2 separate regions of the Mus musculus genome follow, and region 2 is linked to region 1. A link is a contact called in public promoter capture Hi-C data. All regions are on one chromosome and are shown on one strand. The core of a region is the stretch at or near the end of the contact, and the rest is flanking DNA. Distances in the headings are between cores, read along the strand shown. Region 1 holds the start of Tsku (tsukushi, small leucine rich proteoglycan). Region 2 holds the start of Lrrc32 (leucine rich repeat containing 32).

Evidence for each region. Capture Hi-C pulls out chosen DNA fragments and counts their contacts.
Region 2: a contact with region 1 is called in a promoter capture Hi-C map of pancreatic islet. The contact joins the promoter of Lrrc32 here to the promoter of Tsku in region 1. A contact is called at or near these places in 1 of 484 Hi-C or Micro-C datasets (nephron progenitors), 2 of 115 datasets of contacts at active chromatin or transcription factors (embryonic stem cells and pancreatic cancer cells) and 3 of 9 other capture datasets (adipose tissue, liver and pancreatic islet).

Annotation. Positions count from the first base shown.
Region 1 is chr7:98,359,799-98,362,960 of GRCm38.p6, reverse strand. It overlaps Tsku (tsukushi, small leucine rich proteoglycan), which reads left to right and starts at 1,673. Exons shown (of 2, transcript NM_001024619.3): 1 at 1,673-1,719.
Region 2 is chr7:98,488,335-98,491,496 of GRCm38.p6, reverse strand. Lrrc32 (leucine rich repeat containing 32) reads right to left here and starts at 1,506. Exons shown (of 3, transcript NM_001113379.2): 1 at 1,400-1,506.

The DNA.
Region 1 (3,162 bases), core at 424-2,923:
AAACCTGGAACAATGAAATAAATGTAATTTTATTTTTAAAAAATAGAAAGATGGTAGCTGCAGACAGGTATTTCTTTTTGACTCCCCATCTCCCTGAATTCTCCCAGTGTGTTCAATAAACCTATTCCCCTTCCCCTACTTTGGTCTAACTATTAATTCTTTCACCAACTCTACATCATTCCTCTTGTATTCCTACTCCATAGGAAGAGGAGTTCAGACTCTGCCCAGGAGGCTCCAAGAAAATTGGTAGTATAGCACTAAATTGTAAGGGTGACCCTGCCCACTTGGATACGATTTCAGACGAGGCCACAGTAAAAAGATTCCCCTAAAGACCTCCTATTCCCAAGGATGATGGATTTTTTTTTTCTTTCCCTCTTTTGGCTTTTTGAAACATTCTTTCTCCAGAGCTAGGCTTTCACACTGACAGTTATCCTGCCTCCCCCTCCTAGGAGACAGGGACCATTGTCCCCTCTCCTCATTAATAGCAGGGTTCAGCCCAGGTGAGTCCCCAGGGCCACATGGTGGAGGGAAGGGAAGGGTCTGAACAACCACTTTCTTCTGAGTGTGAACTTGACTTTGCTGACTGGGAACTTCCTTTTCCTCGGGCAGACACGCACAAGCCCAAGCAAAGATTTCTGTTTTTAAATAATAAGGAAGAAAGAAATGAAAAGACTGTGTGCAACAAGCCTGGGCCACGGCAGGGAAACATGGCTGGAGTTCCCCACCCAGGGGCCCTTTCCAAGGTGGCAAGTTCCTGGGAGGTCCAGAGACAATACCACACTTCCCTCTAACCCTTTACTTCCCTCTGGAGATAGGCACTGTCTGGGTATGTGGATAGAAGTACCTGCAGCAGGCAATTTCTCTCTTCACTCATGTATTTTTTTTCAAACACACACATGTCATATATCATATATATTTGCATATATATATATATATATATATATATATATGCAAATAATTTCGGCAGAAGAGGATGGAAGACTTAAGCCGCTACTACAGAGCAGTTTCCCTTCTTGGAAATCCAGCCAGAAGTTGACTTTCCCTCCAGGAAAAAAAATATGTCTGTTAAGTCTGTTGCTTTCTCCCTCACTTGGTGTCTGCCAGCTTTCCTGCTTTTGCTCTCTCTCTCTTCTGTTCTGCCTTGTCTCTTTTCTCAAACACACCCATTAGTGACTCTGGACCTTTTTTAAAACTTTTTTTTTAAGTGGGGTAGGGGAGAATTTGAGAGAAAAACCCTCACCCACCCATTCTTGCCAACTAATTCTGCTTTCCTACACACACACACACACACACACACACACACACACACACACACTGGCGACCTCCAGATGTTCCCGACCCAGCGGCCATCTGCTGAGATTACTGGGACGCGCAACTGAAGGAAGGCAGAGGGGGCAGGGATCCGGGTTGCAGGAAGCTGGGAGAGGCCTTGTGGAGTAGGAGGGAACCGCGCACTTTTTAGACGCTCCCTAGGGTGGAACCCGTGCTCGGCCGGCGGGGGCAGGGCTGCTAAAACGCCCCCCTAGACTTGCACTTTAACGACGCTCCCTGAGCTTCCTGGCCTGTTGCCGGTGCAGCCACTGGGTGCCGAGCAAGGGGAGCCCGGCGGCGGGCGGGGACGTGGGGCGGGACGAGCGGCGCGGAGAAAAGCGCCGGCCCATGGGCCAACGCCGGGTCGCCTAGGTGAGCGTGCCGAGGCGACAACTGCAGACCTGCCAGGTGGGTGCTGTCGGGAGGCGCAGCGAGATCGGCGCGCATTTGGAGGTTTGGAGCCCGGGACTCCAACCTCACCGCCCCATCCCGTGAGCAGGCCAGCGCGAGGGGCGGGTCCGGGTCCTGCCAAGGCCCCTCAACTTTTCCGGGACACCGAGCCATAGAGTCGGGGGAGCAAGGGTGAGGGCTTTCAGGAGACAAAGGCTCTGCCTGGGGGTCGTGGGCGTGGGCCGGCGCCTCCAGGGTCTTTGTAAGAACACGTGCATCTCACGGTACTGGGTCTTTTGTGGATTTGGGTTCGGAAGCCAGCATCTGCCTTGCCTTTGTGTGTGCGTGGCTTTGCATGGCTATCTCGCTCCAGTGTCCCCGTTTTGCAGCCTTGCGTTTGGTTGTGGGGACCGGTGGGCGCTCCTAGTGTCCGCATACGTGGTCTATGCTTGTCGACGTGTCTGAGTTGAGTATCTGTGGGGTATGTGCGCACTGAGAGCCCTGAAGCTGCCCCGACTCTCTGCTCCCTTTCTGTCCATCGTTTTCCCCCTACTTGGCTTCAAACTTTTCTCTGGGTTCCTCCGGCAACGCCTGTTGGCAGCCCTTCTCTGTCTCACCTCCGGAGGTCCTTTGAGCCGGGAGGGGATGAGATGGATTTGGTGGGTTGGGGGTGATCTGCAGTGCCTGGCGACTGGCCCGGGCCAGGACTGGGCGGAGCGTGCGGGACACCCTCACTGGACCCCAGTGGGAGGAGGGAGGGGACACCGCTGGTCTGGGCTCCGGCCTGAGGCCAGAGACCCGGGAATAGCGTACTGCTGGCAGTAGTCTGCTCTGCGCTCCGGGGACAGAGTGAGTGCGGACTGAGATCAGTCTGTTTGGTGGAGAGACTTGATTGGCTTTGAGTTCCGGCTCTGCTTTAACCCGACCCCAGAGTGAGGGGACGAACCTTCCAATCCAGTAGGTGAGAAAAGCCACGGTTTGTCTGCATCCGGCCTGCTCGCGGCCCCTAGCCCTGATTGGGCTGTGATGAAAAGGGGCTTTCCACACACTAGTTTCCCAAGGGATGGCCAATGGCTCACGTAGGGCACGGGCGTGTTGCAGAGCCCGTTGAGATTCGGTCACTGATGTGGATGAAGTGAGAAGAACTCTATGCCGTGGGAGCGGAGCGCACCGTGGTGGTAACCAGCGTGGCGAGCTTAGCTGAAAGCGGCTCCCGCCCACACTTGGCCAGGCTCAGAGGTGACTCAAACTTTGATCCTTTCTTGCTCCATGCTAGCCTTTCGGATAAGTCTAGACTTGCAAAGCCCTCAGAGTGGGAGGGGCTCCATCCTGTCCGAGCTTTTGATCCTGGGTGGCAAAGATAAGTCAAACACTTTTTTTCCCCAACCATCCACCCCAGTTTGTAACTTAGAACTTTGGTCAGTACTACCCCGTCGGAGTGGGAGTGGGGGACAAACTTGG
Region 2 (3,162 bases), core at 257-2,756, 130 kb before region 1:
AAGAGACAGTCCCCACAGAATTATGGTGGAAAGAAGCACCCTGCTGTGCCCCATCTGCAGCAGTGAGAACTCAGCCCCCCAGGGACAACCAGAGGCATTCAAACCCAGGGCTCACTGTCAAGCCCCACCACTGGCTAGTGTGGTCCTCAGGGCAAATTCTTTATCTCTCCTTGCCTAGGTGATTCATCTGCAGGACACACCAGTTCCCATTCCAACACTGGCTATCCTTGCTTAGCATGGATCAGGTGGAGCATGACCAGGAAAGTACTGGGACCCTTCCATGTCCTTCCCTGATGGTTCAGATACCAACGATGCTGAGGATAGAGGTCCTGGCTCTGCAGGCAGGTAGCTGGATTCTGATTGGAGAGGTGTCAAAGAATATCTCTGTATGTGCTTGTATGTGTGTGTGCACATGCACGCGTGCTCGCGCGTGCATGACAGAGGGGGACAGACAGATAGTGGAGTCAAACCTATAATAAAAATAAGACTGCCCCTACTATGCAAGGAGGTTACAATTTTTCTAAGCCCTAGGTTGACTGCAGGTCTTTTAACTCTCACAACCACCAAGTGAGGTGATTACTATAATTCCCATTTACAGACTGGAGGACCGAGGCTTGGGAAGGCAAAGTGCCTGATCCTTAGCCCCTAGGTGTGCTGCAACTGGGACTCAGCCAGATCTATAGTCCCTTAGTGCTGGGTGGTCTCCACTAGTGCAGACCCCACGGGCACCCTGTGGATCTCTCTCCCAGACCACGAGATTCAGAGAAATGACTTACCCTAAGGCACTTGTACAGTAAATCGAAGAGTCGGTATCAGAATCCAGCCCCTGTGCCTCCAAAGCAACTGCCAAGACTTCCTTCCTAAGTTACTCAGGAGCCTACAGCCCCAGGCCCAGGAGTATACTGAGCGGTAGGGCTCTCAGTCTGTTATGACTACTGTCAAAGGGGGCCTGGGAGAGCAGCTTCAAGGCTCACAGTGCAGTGAATCACTCACTAGGGGCAGCCCGTTCTAGAGACATCCTACATCTCAGGGGAATCAGACCTTAACCCAAAGGAATGTGCTTGTGATGTGAAATGTCAGGGTGGAGGTGGGGTAGGGGGGTCCCTCCTATCTATCACACATAAAGAAGTCTCCCCAAAGAGTTCTGGGTATCCCCTCCAGATAATAGTGGTAGTGTGGAAAGCCCATGTCTGCCTGGGGCAGACCTGAATTCAAATCCTAATCTGCTTGCTTGGCTGTGTGCTCCTAGGCACACCCAGAGCTTCCTGCCTCGATTTTCCCAGCTGTCAAATGGGAACGCCTATCTGAGCCCTTCCTTAGGTAGATCTGCTAACACCCGGGTGCCGAGGGAGGGTCCGGCCCTAGCTCTCTAGGCACCGCCGCCGACCGCCGCCCCTACCTGGCTCAGCGCCGCCGCCGCCGCCTGACTCCTCCGCGCATCGTTCGCGCAACCCCGGGGGTCTGGCCCGCCGAGGCCGGACCGCTGCAGCGCCGCTCCAGCCGGCCGGGAGGGGGCGGCGCCCGCCTTTTAAATAGCACCGGCCGCCCGGCCACGCCCCCTGGGACTCTGAGCCGCGGGGTCCTAACACCGCCCTGCCAGCCGTGCGGACCTAGGAACCGAGCATCGCCTCTGCTCTGGAATCGCCCGGACCCAGCTAGGGCGGCGCTTGAAACCGAAAAACGACTGGAGGGAGAAGGATCACAAAAGAAGCTAGGCCGAGGCAGCCGCACGTGCAGCCGTGGGCCCGCGAGGTCTTGGGTGCAGGGAGCCGCAGGTCCGCGGAGGAAATCCTGGCGCCACCGCACCAAGGCAGGGGGCCACCCAGAGGTGACTGGCAACCACCGGCACGGAAGGAAGTGACCCTTCTTTGGCCCTGGGATGGCCCTGAGGGGGTCCCATCCACCCCCCCCCCCCCCCAGCTATCCTGCCTTTAAGTCATCTCCAAGCCTGTCAGTGTCCCCTGCTTACTGATAGAGAAGCTGAGGCTAGGAGTGGGATGAGGGAAAAGCCAGCTGGTTGAGACTTGTCAGGTCCCCACGGACATTTGGGGGACCTGAGGCTCTGATAGGTTAAACTGCATAATGACAGTCTCATAACTTACCCAAAGCCGCTGCCTTTACAAGGTACTTAGCCTCCTCAGACACTGGCACCGTGCCCTGCTGGGTCTAGACTGAAAGATGGGTGAAGAGTGTTGCTGCCGTCCTCCAGTCTCTAGTTCTGTATTCATAATGTTCTCCCTGGTGGTCACAGCGCCTAGAGGAGGGCCATCCACCCTATCTTAACAGCACCAAGCGGGGTGAGCCAGAGTAGGGCTGGGCTCTGAGCTGGGCCTTTCCTCCCATCTAGTCCACAGTGGTTGGATGGACCCATGCGGTGCGAACAACCCAGAGAGGACAGTCCCTGACAACTCCAGTCTAGAGCCCTGACCTAACCTAAGGTCAGGGAAAGGTTCACCAAGGAGGCATCCTCTGATGCTATAAGGAGTCAGAGCAGCAGAGTAGCCCAGCTTCCTGCCCCCACCCACCCTCGGGAGCTCTCAGGGTTGTGGCTCTCCCACCTCAGCCCTTGTGTGTACTATCTAGTCAGACTGAACTTCAGTTCCCCTCTCTGCCAAGTGTAGAATGGCAAGAGCCGCTCTTTTGGATGAAGTCGATGTAGGCCTGGGCCTGCACCCGATGGGTGTTAGAGACCGTTCCTCATCTGCTGCTTTAGGAGGACACCTTTTCCAGGTTGGAGTCCATGGGGTCATGTATCAATCGAGGAAGGGGCTTTGTGACTACTCTGTAGCGAGGGCAGAGCATGAACAAAGACTCAGGTAGGCTGGGGCTCTCCCTACCTGCTTCCCCATGATGGCCTGATGCTCTCTCACACCGTCAGAGTTGCCCTAGAACTTGGCTCAAGGTGGGGGCAGGGCAGGGCTGGTGCCATCACTACAGGATGAGCGGCCTGCTTCCCTTGTGCCCCCAGGGGCTGCGGTTGTGGTTAGGAAGCACATGGGGTTCTGTGCCCGGATGGGGCTCCCCAAGAGATAGGAGATAGAGGGGCAACCAAGCATGTCCTCCCCCAACTACAGAGGTCTCTTGGGACTGAGGACCAGGCGGAACTCTTTAGCCCCCACCCCCTACATCTCTGCTCTTGAACTGTCATGCTGTGTGACTTGG